4 separate regions of the Mus musculus genome follow, and all the other regions are linked to region 3. The links are chromatin contacts, called in public Hi-C, capture Hi-C and promoter capture Hi-C maps. All regions are on one chromosome and are shown on one strand. Each heading gives the region's core, a stretch centred on a gene start, on an enhancer-like site or on the middle of the called end of the contact. The rest is flanking DNA. Distances are from core to core; before and after follow the strand shown. Region 1 holds the start of Mrln (myoregulin). Region 2 holds the start of A330049N07Rik (RIKEN cDNA A330049N07 gene). Region 3 holds the start of Ube2d1 (ubiquitin-conjugating enzyme E2D 1). Region 4 overlaps Ccdc6 (coiled-coil domain containing 6).

Region 1 (3,272 bases), core at 439-2,938, 1.1 Mb before region 3:
ACTGGGGAGGCAGAGACATGTGGATTGCTGAGACTCTGTAGCCATCCTGGGACACTGGTCAGGTCCCGGGTCAGTAAGAGACGTAGTCTCAAAAGTAGTGGACAGCGTCTAAAAGAATGGTTCTCAACTTTCCTAATGCCCCACCCTTTTAATACAATGTCTCATGTTGTGGTAACCTCCAACCATAAAATTATTTTATTGCTCCTTCATGACTGTAAATTTGCTACTGTTATGAATTGCAATGTAAATATCTGATACGCAGGTTATCTGAAACATGACCCTCCCCCAAAGGGGCCATGACCCACACATTCAGAAACAGTCTTCTAAGGAATGAAACGCATTCCTTAACTTGCACACCCTCTCCCACCCAACTGCACCCAGACTCGTACACAAAATCAACAGTAGATGTTGTAAAATCCACTCATTGATATATTTTGAAAACGGGAGAATCAAAATAGACTAGGTTAAATTCATAAACACAAAAAGATATTTAGATATCAGAAAGTGGGCTGGAGAGATGGCTCAGTGGTTAAGAGCACTGACTGTTCTTCCAGAGGTCCCGAGTTCAATTCCCAGCAACCCCATGGTGGCTCACAACCATGTATAGCGATATCTGATGCTCTCTTCTGGTGTGTCTGAAGAGAGCAACAGCGTACTCCCATGAAATAAATAGATAAATCTTAAAAGAGAAAGAAAGGAAGAAAGGAAGAGAAAGAAGGAAGGAAGGAAGGAAGGAAGGAAGGAAGGAAGGAAGGAAGGAAGGAAGGAAAGAAGGAAGGAAGGAAGGAAGGGCAGATAGAAGAGAAGGAAGGAAAGGCAGAGAGAGAGAAAAGAGAAAGAAAGAAAGAGAGAAAAAGAAAGAAAGAAAGAAAGAAAGAAAGAAAGAAAGAGAAAAGAAAGGAAGGAAGAAAGAAAGAAGGAAGGAAAGGCAGACAGAAGAGAAGGAAGGAAAGGCAGAGAGAGAGAGAGAGAGAAAAGGAAAAAAAGAAAGAAAATAAAGGAAGGAAGAAAGAAAGAAGGAAGGAAAGGCAGACAGAAGAGAAGGAAGGAAAGGCAGAGAGAGAGAGAGAAAAGGAAAGAAAAAAGAAAAAGAAAGAAAGAAAGAAAGAAAGGAAGGAAGGAAGGAAGAAGAAAGAAAGAAAGAAGGAAAGAAAGAAAGAGAAAGAAAGAAGAAAGAAAGGCAGGCAAGCAAACAGGCTAGAAAGGTGGCTCAGCAGTTAAGACCACACATTGCTCTCACAGAGGGCCTGGGTTGAGTTTCCAGAATTTACAAGTAGTCACCCACCTGTAACTATAGCTCCAGCAGGCCTGATATTCCTTATTGCCCTCCTTAAACACCCCTGACACCCCCCACACACATACACATGACATTACACACACAGACACACACACACAGAAATAAAACTAAAACAGTTTTTAAAAGCCAGCTCCCTGCAGAAAAGGAGTGTGCAGAAGAGAAGGGGCTATGTTCTCACAGTGGAGGAGATTTGTTGTTGCTTGCTGATAGTTTAGAACAGCTACCATGGGGACTTAAGGCATCCCCGCCTAGCGGCTTGCTTGACTTCAATGTAAATATATTTTGTTAGACTCTATCCCACCTGTGTCTGTCAGTTTCTCTTGCCTCCTCCCCATGACATTCTGGCTCAGGTTTCTGCCTAACACTCGGAGCCAGTTACTAATAACAGCCCAGTGAGCTTTTCGTCCATGGAGAGCAGATGGTGTTTTTGAAAGGAAGGGCGGCCATTCCCAGGACTTTGGACTTGGCTCCGTTGCACCCCTGAACAGTAAGTGTTGCTTGCGTTTATATTTTTAAGTAGTGTTGACACAGGGAGAGGCGAACGAAACTCTTGTTGCCTCTCATTAGAAATAATGAAGGCTAAAAGTTGCTGACTCCCCAAGCTGGTTTCCACTGCCTGCATTTCAACATCCCTCCAAGTTTTACGAGGCTGATGATAAGGGAGATTAGTGAGTCAGAATCCTACTCCTTTCTTTTTGGTTTTGGCTCACGGCAAGCGGAGCAGGTGATTAATAACGCTGGATATAAATTGCTCGGCTGAGCCCTGGGCTTGCAGCTTGACCCATCTCCCTGTGTTTCCTTCTCCAGATAGAATCCCAGTGTTTTCAAAGGGAGTTTTTACTTACAGGAATCAAAGTGGGAGAGCGGGGGGAGGCATGGTGCCCTGTTGTTATCCCCTGTTCTGGGTTTGGGGCAGAGGGACCCATCGCATTGCTTACTAGCTTTGTAACCAACGGCCCTGTCTCTGCAGCCTCTTTGACATGGTCACTTCTCAGAGGCCTGAGAAGTAGGTCACTGTGTTTTCTGTCTGGCAAGGGAGGACCCTGGAATTCAGAGAGCCAGATGCCTTGCCCAGTCATCCTGGGCAAAACTGACACTTGATATCCCAGTCCCTCTTCAAGGCCATATATTAGCATAGCTCTCTGCTTTGGCTGTGTGAGTCTCATTCCTGGGCATGTGTACATGTCTAGATACAAACTATTTTTGCTGTTGTTTAGAAACTTTTTTTGTTTGGTTGGTTTTGCGAGACAGGGTTTCCCTGTGCAGCCCTGGCTGTCCTGGAACTCGGTCTGTAGACCAGGCTGGCCTCAAATTCAGAGATCCACCTGCCTCTGCTTCCTGAGTGCTAGGAGCGACTACATCTGTGTGCCATCACTGCCCAGCATCGGTGTAATCTTGACAGAGGCATTAAAGTGAATCCCAGAGACACAGAAGTGGACTGGGTAAGAGTGGTTGTAAGACTGTACACAGGGCCTCAGCCTCTCTGAACCTCAGCTTCCTCACTGGTGAAATGAATTATTATCTATCTTGCACCGGTTTGGGTATTTGACAATAGTGTAACATAAGTGGCTGTGAGTACTGACAGAAATTTAAATGTCATCTATAAAAATCCTTCATTCAATGGACTTAATCTTGAGAATAATCTGCCATTTCAAGTTCAGTTGCAGAGCCTACAAACACTATGCTCGATAGGAAATATTAGTCTGAGAAACAAGCTCCTATAAAACTGTGCCACATTTAAAGTCTTTAACGTCTTCGTTTTCAGAATGGTGCATGCCACCGCTGTGGGAGAACGGGAAGGTGCTATCTCGCTCACCACCCAAGACTTGAGGAGGGCTATAGCTAGGATCTGTGATGATGGGGCAGTCCCACCCCCGACCCCCCCCCCAGTCTGGTATACCCAGCATGCCCCTTTCTCCCTTTCTTGTGCCCTTCTGTGGCTCTCTTTGCTTACACAGACTGGAAAGGAAGGTTG
Region 2 (3,130 bases), core at 298-2,797, 1.8 Mb after region 3:
TCTGTCCTTGCCAGGTGCTAACCCATGCTTTGTATGATGGCTTGGACCTTGTGGGACTCCTACAGTACCACACCATTTAAAAGTCAGTGAAAATGGTCACTCTATGTTGGTCAATACCTGATTATAAAGCAATGTGGTAAGACAAACAGTGTAGGGTCCATGCTAATGAGAAATAACAGGCTCTTCCTGAGACAGGGTCAGAACCCCCAAAAGATGTGCTGAAGGTAACACATATCAAAGTCTGTTCATCCTGAAATTTCAAGCCGTGGTGATTGGCTTTAAGTCAGGAAACGTCAAGCTGCCTCGGAAACGCACACACATAAGCTGCAGAAGAGTATCGTTAAGATCATTTTTGCATTATGGTTCTGTTGATATAATTGATAATTGCAGAAACACAGCTGCTGAGTCCCATCTTTGTCACTTGCTGCTGTGGGACCACAGGGCAGGAGCTGCTGTCCCTGGAAAACTTCTAGAGGCGTCTGGATGCAAAGGTATCTTGGAATCCGCCAGAGAAACAGATGCTATTTACATCTGTTTCTCATGACAGTCACTTAAGATGGCAAGAAAATCTGCATTTTAACACACACTGCTCAAATATTCAAGAACATATTTAGCTTGTCAAAGCAATTTTTAAAAAGTTATACTAGGAGATGAGATTTATAGCAAATACAAATGATGACATTTTTTTACTTTGAATTTATCATGAATACAGTTATTGCACACAGTCTTTGCAATGAATTCTTGGAGAATTTTTAAGAAAAAGAGGTGGTTTTTTTTGCTCTTTCATTTCAAAAGTTACACTGTAAAAAAAAATAATCAATGCTAGCCTGTTCTGTATTAACAAAACTTGGTTTTTATCATATAAATTAACATAGATGAATATATTTCCTTCAATTTTAAATGTTTCACTTTTTTTTTTCTAACAATCTTGTTAGCTTAACTCTGATCTCAGGGGAACTTTTAAGTAGACTCCCGGGCTTGATTGCTTTTTGAGCACACTCCAGAAATTCTATTTATACTTTTCTGAAGTGCCCTTCTTGAAATGACATTTTCTCCATGTTAGGACAATAGGAGCCAAGTAGAAAAAGTAATTTTCAGAGCATCGCATCTCTCCATGGCTGAGGCTGTACTTCAGTGGGTAGAGACTAGTCTACACAAAGACCCGGGTTTGATCACTGGAATCTCATTGAGCTGCCCTTGCTCTGGATACAATTACAACACTCTAGTACCAGGGTGGAGGGTCAGAGTTCAAGGCCATCATCGAGTAAACGGAAGATTGGAGGGTAGACTAGGTAGAGAGACTCCTCACAATAGTGTCCTTAGTGTGTCCAAGCTGTGTTCAGATTAACTGTCTGGGACATTTCCTGTGGGAGAAGATGGAGACAACAGAAGGCATCCACGCACATGTGGTTTTACACACGAGGAACAACATATTAAAGTTCGCATAAACCTTCTTCTATAGCTAACACAGAGGACTTAGCAGTCCTTCTTCATAAATAAGAAATTATCATCTCACTTACCCACTGCCATTGCTCATCCCACCGAGTCAACCAGAGTGAAGCAGGATGTGACCTCAGACTCCTCCACTCCAGCCTATGCCGCTGTGGCTGTGACACAGCAGCCTTTGTACATAGAACTTCGGTTTGTACCATTTGAACTAGTTTCTTCTTCTCCCCCCCCCCCCCTTCTAAAATGCTAGCTGCTGTCAGTGTGATTTGTAACAATGGTTCCTCTCAATCATCCTCAGCTCTTTTGGCAGTGCCGGAATCAACTGATTCCCATCAGCTGCAGTAGCGACAGAAGCTTTTCACTTGTCTGAGGGAAGCGTATCCTGTGTGGATAGTGCTGTTTCTCTTCTCTCCAGATGGGAAAGGCATCTCTAGGCAAATTTTACAAAGGAAGATAGCATGCAAATTATTACAAATAAGTTTTGACAATGTCCTCTACTGTGACCTGCCTTCTGGGGTTGTTGGAAAATAAATCATCCTCTAGAACAGACAACAATCTTCCTGAAATAGATACATTTTAGGACAGTATTATAGATAGACACACAGGCAAACTGCTCTCCCTTTCCCTCCCTCCCTCCCTCCCTCCCTCCCTCCCTCCCTCCCTCCCTCTCCTTCCCTCTCCCTCCCCCGCCAAATAATTTCAACCTGATTATCTTGTAGTATTATAAATATTTTTAACATCTTAATGAAAACTAACTTGAGTCTCTTAAGTGGAAAACAGTGAATGAAAGAATTCACCATGCATAATGTGAAGTGACATATTTGATGTTTATTCTTTTACTACTCTCACCCTAAAATTAAATAGATATTTAAACATAACTGAGAACATTTACAAAAATGTATAAGCATGTAAATTATGTTCATTTGTTGGAAAACCCACATCTTGGTTAATTACTCATATATAAAGATTATCATGTAAATTTAAAAGAAAAAACTAGTTGAAAATATATATTAATATATACAGATTATCACATAGATCTGAAAGAAAAACAACAAAATTAGTTGCTAGTATAATTCTTTTAAAGATAGTATGAGATCTTAAAGTCCAGAATATCTTCATTGTACCCAGATTTTAAAGCACTAAGTATGGATTTTGTATCTGAATATAGTGTACCTGATACAAAATAATGTCCCATGGGTAGTGCACATATAAATGGGTAGCCTAATTATTTCCTTTTCCATCTTTTTGGATAAATAGGATTGTTGGGATTTTTCACAAGGTGAAGTGGCTTGTTTTGTTTTTGCTATGGATTCAATGCTAACTACTGTATCCAAATAACTGGGCAAACGAGATGTAGGTGGAGCTGAAGGTTCCCCAGGATTGGGGGTCTCAGGAAAGGACAATGGGGGAGAGAAAAAGAAAACAGGGAAGACGATGGGAGCCACCGTCGGGTAGGTAGATTATGAGGAAATGTAAATGAGAGCCCACCTGTTGGAACAGGAACGGACTAGGCAGAACATGGCAAGTGAGATCTTGGGGTTATTGACTGGGGAGTCTATAAAATCAGATAGAGGGTTGATACCTGCCCAGCTCTAGTGCTTTCACGGCTTATTATAAGTATAAAGGTGTTGCATCTTTCATTTGGGAACTAAATGATCTAAGGTGGGGTAGAAACCCCCAA
Region 3 (3,032 bases), core at 369-2,868:
ATGCTTCACCATCATGAAAGGAAGCAAAGTTTGAAAACTTCCAAATGGGAACCAACAGTAGATTGGTCGGCGTTCAGAAATCGGCACGGTAATGACGATTGCAGCTTCAAAATTAAGCTTGTTTATATGGTTAAAAATAAAGTGCCACCGTGTTATCTTCAAACGAGAAAACGTCATTATTTAATAAACGCTGATCTTAACATTTTATACCGAGTTGACCTTCAGCGGCACAAAGAACAGCGATGATCTACACAGCTAAGGTTTATTAAAAAAAAAAAAAAAAAACAAAAACAAAACAAAAACAAAAACAAATAAACAAAAAACAAACGAAAATTTGGCTGCGGGTAAAAGTTGCTGTCCTCAGTACCGAAAGATGCCTGTTTCCTACCACTCTAACTCAGAACATTTTCAGTCAAGTGTAGCTGGAAAGGTTGATAAAACGTTTGGGGAGCCAACCATTTCTTGTGAAATCAATTACCAAACACATTATCCACTGTTGGCGCATTTGCTTCTAAAGCGATCCCAAACACCACGTTCCCAGCAGCAAGGACTACCGCTGTAAAATGTTAAAAGATACTTGAGATAGGGGACAGGCCAACAAGAGAAGTGGGTGCGGTAAAGAATACAAAGAGAGGGTTGGAACCGATCCTATGTAAGGACTGACTGTCCCTTCGATTGTCTTCCTCATTCTCTATTCACACATCAAAGCATCCAAACAATTTAATTTGTGGTCCTTAGTGTTGTGTCTTCAACTCTACATCTAAGTTTATCGTGAGGGTGTGAAGAAAAAAATACAAAACAAAACCAACAACCTGCTTAGCTTACCTAGCCATGAATCACAGCCAGGAGCTCATCTTGCTGTGTATCAGCAACTATGTTCTCAGTACAGCTATGTGACCTGAAGTGGCAGCTGCGTGCAGAACCACCAAAATAGCAGGGGCAAGAGCTCTCTGCTGGCTCCTCGGCCCCAATCTCGCGTTCCCAGCCCTTTCCTCCCACTGAGCACCAGCCGACTGCAGAGCCCAGAAAGACCCAGCCCCACGCTCTGAGAATAAAGGCCGTAGGCCCACCACACCTTCCCTGCCCTCTCGGGGAACCCGGGGTGCGAACACAGCAAGGAGGGCTCCGGGGACATTGTGAGGACGCACAGCGGGATAGGGGACGAAGGCCGCCCGTTGCAGAGCAAGCCCCGGCCCAGCGGGGATGCACACACCCCGGGACAATCTGGCCACCCCACGGGCACCCGCACCCGAGGTTCTAGGCTCATCCTGGAAAGGGCACGACCGGATCGGGTCGCCCCGAGGTTCCAAGTACCCAGACCTTGCGGATGCACGCCTCACCTGTGCGGGCCGATCCGTACCCCGGCCTCCCCAGTGTCCGCGCCCCTCCCACACCGTGCGCCCCGGGTTCCTGGGGACATCTTGGGGACACCCAGGCCGGTTCTGGCAGCCACTCACTTTCTGGATCCGCTTCAGCGCCATGGGGCAGGCGGCGGGGGCTGCGGAGTGTCCGCGTGTCCCGGGCTGCCGCCTCGCAGGGCTGCTCCGTGTGCGCCCGGGCGCGGTGCGCGAGTGTGCGGGCGGCGGCGCCGGACTCTTTTGTTTCCGCCTTCGCTTGCTGGGAAGGAGCCTGCGCCCTCCCCGCCGCGCCCCGCCCGCCTGGCACACTGGGAAGTGTAGTCCCAGGCTCGGCCTCTGCCGCCCGCGCGGACGTCGTCCGGTCACCCGTGGGTGACAGCTGCGACCAGGCTGCTGCCGCTCCCTGCAGCCGCTCTGCAGAGCAAGGTCTCGAATCTGCAAAAACCCAGACAGCAGGTGAGCTGTCGCTCCTAGGAGCTGCTGTGAACCACGGCTCGCTCCTCCTCGCACAGACCCTGCGGCGGATCTTAACTTCCTTTGCAGATAATTCTGACTCTTCCCCGCTCGCCCCTGAGGGCGTGAGGAGTCTTCGTCAATTGTACTCCACCTTTCTTTCTTTCTTTCTTTCTTTCTTTCTTTCTTTCTTTCTTTCTTTCTTTCTTTCTTTCTTTCTTTCTTTCTTTCTTTCTTTCTTTCTTTCTTTCTTTCTTTCTTCCTTCCTTCCTTCCTTCCTTCCTTCCTTTCTTTCTTTCTTTTTTTTTTTTTGAAACAGGGTTTTCCTTTATGTCTTTTTGTCTCCACCTCCCAAAAACGGGATTGAAGACAGCTTTCCACACACCCAACCGTTACGTGGTCTCTGGCATCCGAACTCAGGTCCTCAGGCTTTGCGGCAAGCAGTTTACCCACTGAGGTGTCCTCCAGCCCCTTCTCAGTTCTTGTGATCTCAGATCTTGCTTGTCCTTTCAACCATGACTTCTTGGCTTGGCACCTGCAGGTCAGTCTTGGATTTCTGACGGCGTTGGTCAGTCTTAGGTTTCTGATGACTAAAGTCAATCCATTCCTTATCTAAAATGGTTTTGAATCCCATATTGCTTCTCAAAACACTCAACGCTCACTGTCGCGGCTTCCACAGTGTCTCTGCAGCTGGATCAGCCACATCTGGGAAGTTCTCTTCTCCGCCTTTGCAGTGGTCCACAGAAGACCAGCCCCACGCCCTCTGCAGAAACTAGAGATGGGTTGCGGCCCAGAAAGCTTCGAGGGACTGTGCTTTGCAGAGGTCCCCTCAAGCAGTCCTGCTCTGTCTGCATATTGGTCTACTTTCCTGTCCATCCGCCCCCCCTCCCCTTGTGTGTGTGTGTGTGTGTTTGTGAAATTATTTCCCAGGAGCTGTACTCCTTGTTTTTTGAGACAGAGTCTCTCACAGGGACCTGGAGCTCACCTATTGGGCTAACCTGGCCAGGTATCTGCTGTCTTTACCTGCTCAGCACTGATTTTACACACAAGCCCCACCATGCCTACATTTATGCTTGCTTGTCAACACTTTATAGACATTGTCTTCCCACTTATTATTATTATTAATTATTATTACTGCTTTATCTCACCCCAAAAGAAGAGTGGCATTAATGCAATTCATCTTTTTAGCTAGAGACCAAACCATAAATCAACCCTTCTTGT
Region 4 (2,938 bases), core at 101-2,600, 1.2 Mb before region 3:
GACCCTGGCTTGGGACAGACAGCCCAGTGCCGGTGGACGATGTGCTGTGATGTTTGCATTAGGCCCTTTTATGTAGTGTTTTGTTTTTGTTTTTGATTCCGCCCAGGCACTTACTTAATCTCTGGTTTAACTGGCATCCTTTCTTTATCCTGGGCAGTTTCAGGTTGTTTATCTGGTGAAGTGAATTCGCTCTGGAGTATTTTCAATGTCGCCTCCTTACCGTGGCCTTTAAGCATTGGACCAGCCACATTCTCTTCTTCCACAGTAACCGCCCTTTGTTCACCTCACAGGCGCTGTCTTCCTGCAGCTGCTCTGTGTGTCAGGGCTTGGGGGACAGTTTTTTTTTTTTTTTTTTCCTTTTAGGGTTTACATTCTCTAAGAAAGGCAGATACCAGACAGCTGACTTTTAGATGGTGATAAGCCTCCTGGGAGGACGTGACTGGACTGAGCTCTCGGCTTGTCCCTGAAGCGACACCACACTCTGTCATCATCTGTAACTAGTTTGAATAGCAAAAAAAGCTAGGCACGCAGAGAGCTGGTCAGAGGCTGTTCTGGGGCAAGGGGATATATGCATATATCCTGAGATCGTCAGAAGGTTGGCATTTTAGGGAAGTGAGAGATGAGTGTGTCTAGGTGCAGTCAAGATGTGGCTAAGGAGATCTGGATGCGAGTGGGGCCAGGTTCGACCTGGCATATACTTCTGCAACTAATTCAGAAAGTAGTGTTGGCCTGAGTGCCTTTCAAGTTGGGAGTTGGTCTTCATTTATTCATCAATTTCTTTTCTCAGGCTCTACACAACTTTCACTTGAACAGATTAAGAGCAGGTACTCCCATTTTTGTTTTTGAGACACGGTTTCACTGTGTAGCCATGGCTGTCCTGGAACTTGTTCTGTAGACCAGGTTGGCCTCGAATTCACTGAGATCCACCGTCCTCTGCCTCCCGAGTGCTGGGGTTAAAGTTGTGTGCCACCACAGCCTCCTGGCTCTTTTTTTAGTTTTTAATTAGGATGTGTTTGTGCTGGTCGTCTTCCTGCTCACAAATTCAGATGTGGCAGGAAGGTGCAGTGGCGTGAAGCAGAGCGTGGCCAGGTGTGAAGATAGAAGCCAAGGTGGAGGAGGGAGGACTGCTGTAGGTGCAGCCCAGATGGCTGTCCCCCTGCTTCCTGAAGTTCATTCTCTGGCATTTCTAAGCAGAAGGGCAAGCAGCCGTTCTTTCTTTGTCTGTGTGCAGTCAGAGGAGCGTACCCTCCCCTAAGCGCCGTGTTAGCCCCCAGCTGTGGTTGGTATCTGAGACTTTCCTGGCTGACTCTTCACCCAACTCCAGGGTTTGAAGGTTCTGACGATGGAAGAACCCTTCTCTGCAGCCCAGATGATTCAGGGGCCGGGCTTTCCTTATCTGGTGGAGCCTCTCTCGGTACAGTATAATTTCTAGGATGACTCAGAGCAACACTTTGAATTTTGGCCAGCACATTAGGGTTGGAAAGGAAGCCCTGGAGAGAAAGTCAGCTTGCTGGAACTGGGGCGAAGGTGGGTCAGAGGCTGGGCCCGGAGAGTAGGTGAAGGCAAGCAGGGAGAAGCAGCTCATATTAGATGGGAGAGAATGACCTCGTTATAGGTCAGTTACCTAGGGAGGGACACGGTTAAGAATTGGGTGTCCGTGGATGGTGTGCCTCTCTGCAGAGGTCACCAGCAGAGAGTCTGTAAGTATGACGCATGTGTGTTTCCCTGACATGCCAGTGGATTGCTCTGTGCATCGGAGGCTTGGGTCTGTAGGTGGAGACGAGCAGATTAATGTCCTGGCGGCTTCCCATGATGCATCCCGTGTTTCTTTGATAATGCCATCTTATCATTAAATATGATTTACTGCACACTTCTGTCCCCACACCGAGTTGTGTGCTATTACTCGCTCTGCACTGGCAGAATGACACACCCGCTTCCGTAATAGATAATGCTGGGGCCACGTCATAAGTACACAACGTAGATAGTTTTTGTATTGTAGGACAGGTTTACATAGTGAAGGGCTGCTGCATCTCAGTGTGATGAGACCAGATCAAAACCAAGGATAGGCCCCCCAACATTGTCACATTTCCACTGTTCTTAATCTTGGGCTTTTTTTTTTAAGATAAATTTTATGCAGATAGAAGTGTCCCCCATGTCCTTTAAAAAAGATATTCATGAATGTGCGCACACTGTATCTGTTGTCCCTCCCCCCCACTTAAAGAACACGGAGGTTATCCTTCTGCTGGGCAAAGTGCTGCTTTCGTCAAAGGCTGGATGTGCAGTGTCTCTGGGAAGGTTAGCTCTGTAAGAAGCACATCCTCTATTGTATGTCGTCTGCTGCGACCCACAGATACAGTCACAGACTCATTCCCTTAACATCATTTCATGGATCAACAGTGATGGTCTCTGGTGCCTGTGGAGCAGCTTGGAGTGGAATTGCCAGTTCCGAGAGTGTGTGAGTGTGAGATATGTGTGTGTGTGTGTGTGTGTGTGACTGTGTGGTGGTGCATGAGTGATGTGTGAGTATGTGTTTGTATATGTATGTTTTGTGTGTGTGTGTGTGTGGGGTGTATGTGTGGTGTTTGTGTATGTGTATGTCTGAAAGATGTGTAAGTATGTATTTGTATGTATGTGGTGTGTTTGTATATGTTTGTGTGAGTGATGTGTGTCTGTGTGTGTGGTCTGTGTCTTGTGTGTGTGTGTGTGTGTGTGTGTGTGTGTATGTGTGACTAGCTGGGCCAAAGCTTTCAGATGGTTCTGCTGTATATGTCTCCATTATCTTGTGCTGGGATTATTGATTTAAGATTCCCCGCATTTGTTGGTGTGTGTGTATGTGTTTGTCCCAAGGATTATGCTTAGATCATGAGGCTTGCATGACAGTTTTTATACAGCAAGCCATCTCTTCTGCTGGTCCTCCCCTCCCCTCCCCTCCCCTCCC

The links. Promoter capture Hi-C pulls out the DNA fragments that hold promoters and counts their contacts. Hi-C and Micro-C count contacts between places; a contact is called where the count stands out from the background. Capture Hi-C pulls out chosen DNA fragments and counts their contacts.
Region 1: a contact with region 3 is called in a promoter capture Hi-C map of the C10 cell line, with 6 times the contacts expected there. The contact joins the promoter of Mrln here to the promoter of Ube2d1 in region 3. A contact is called at or near these places in 2 of 39 promoter capture datasets (the C10 cell line and pre-B cells) and 1 of 115 datasets of contacts at active chromatin or transcription factors (large pre-B cells).
Region 2: a contact with region 3 is called in a capture Hi-C map of embryonic stem cells, with 7 times the contacts expected there. The contact joins the promoter of A330049N07Rik here to the promoter of Ube2d1 in region 3. A contact is called at or near these places in 3 of 39 promoter capture datasets (cranial neural crest, hippocampal neurons and pre-B cells), 1 of 115 datasets of contacts at active chromatin or transcription factors (stem cell-derived neural progenitor cells) and 1 of 9 other capture datasets (embryonic stem cells).
Region 4: a Hi-C map of B cells shows a contact between it and region 3, with 7 read pairs. The contact joins the enhancer-like site here to the promoter of Ube2d1 in region 3. A contact is called at or near these places in 1 of 39 promoter capture datasets (pre-B cells), 1 of 484 Hi-C or Micro-C datasets (B cells) and 1 of 115 datasets of contacts at active chromatin or transcription factors (bone marrow-derived macrophages).

Annotation. Positions count from the first base shown.
Region 1 is chr10:70,202,976-70,206,247 of GRCm38.p6, forward strand. Mrln (myoregulin) reads left to right here and starts at 1,689. Exons shown (of 3, transcript NM_001304739.1): 1 at 1,689-1,784.
Region 2 is chr10:73,085,158-73,088,287 of GRCm38.p6, forward strand. It overlaps A330049N07Rik (RIKEN cDNA A330049N07 gene), which reads right to left and starts at 1,548. Exons shown (of 5, transcript NR_040646.1): 1 at 1,521-1,548.
Region 3 is chr10:71,283,644-71,286,675 of GRCm38.p6, forward strand. Ube2d1 (ubiquitin-conjugating enzyme E2D 1) reads right to left here and starts at 1,619. Exons shown (of 7, transcript NM_145420.2): 1 at 1,458-1,619. The coding sequence starts at 1,481.
Region 4 is chr10:70,119,616-70,122,553 of GRCm38.p6, forward strand. All of the region lies in intron 1 of Ccdc6 (coiled-coil domain containing 6), which reads left to right. Among named protein-coding and RNA genes, the nearest start is that of Gm51771, 11 kb to the left of the region's middle. Within about 2 kb of position 1,351, at least 185 of the 459 cell types and tissues checked have an H3K27ac peak or open chromatin away from gene starts, as enhancers often do. A contact at or near this core is called in B cells and pre-B cells, where this site is marked.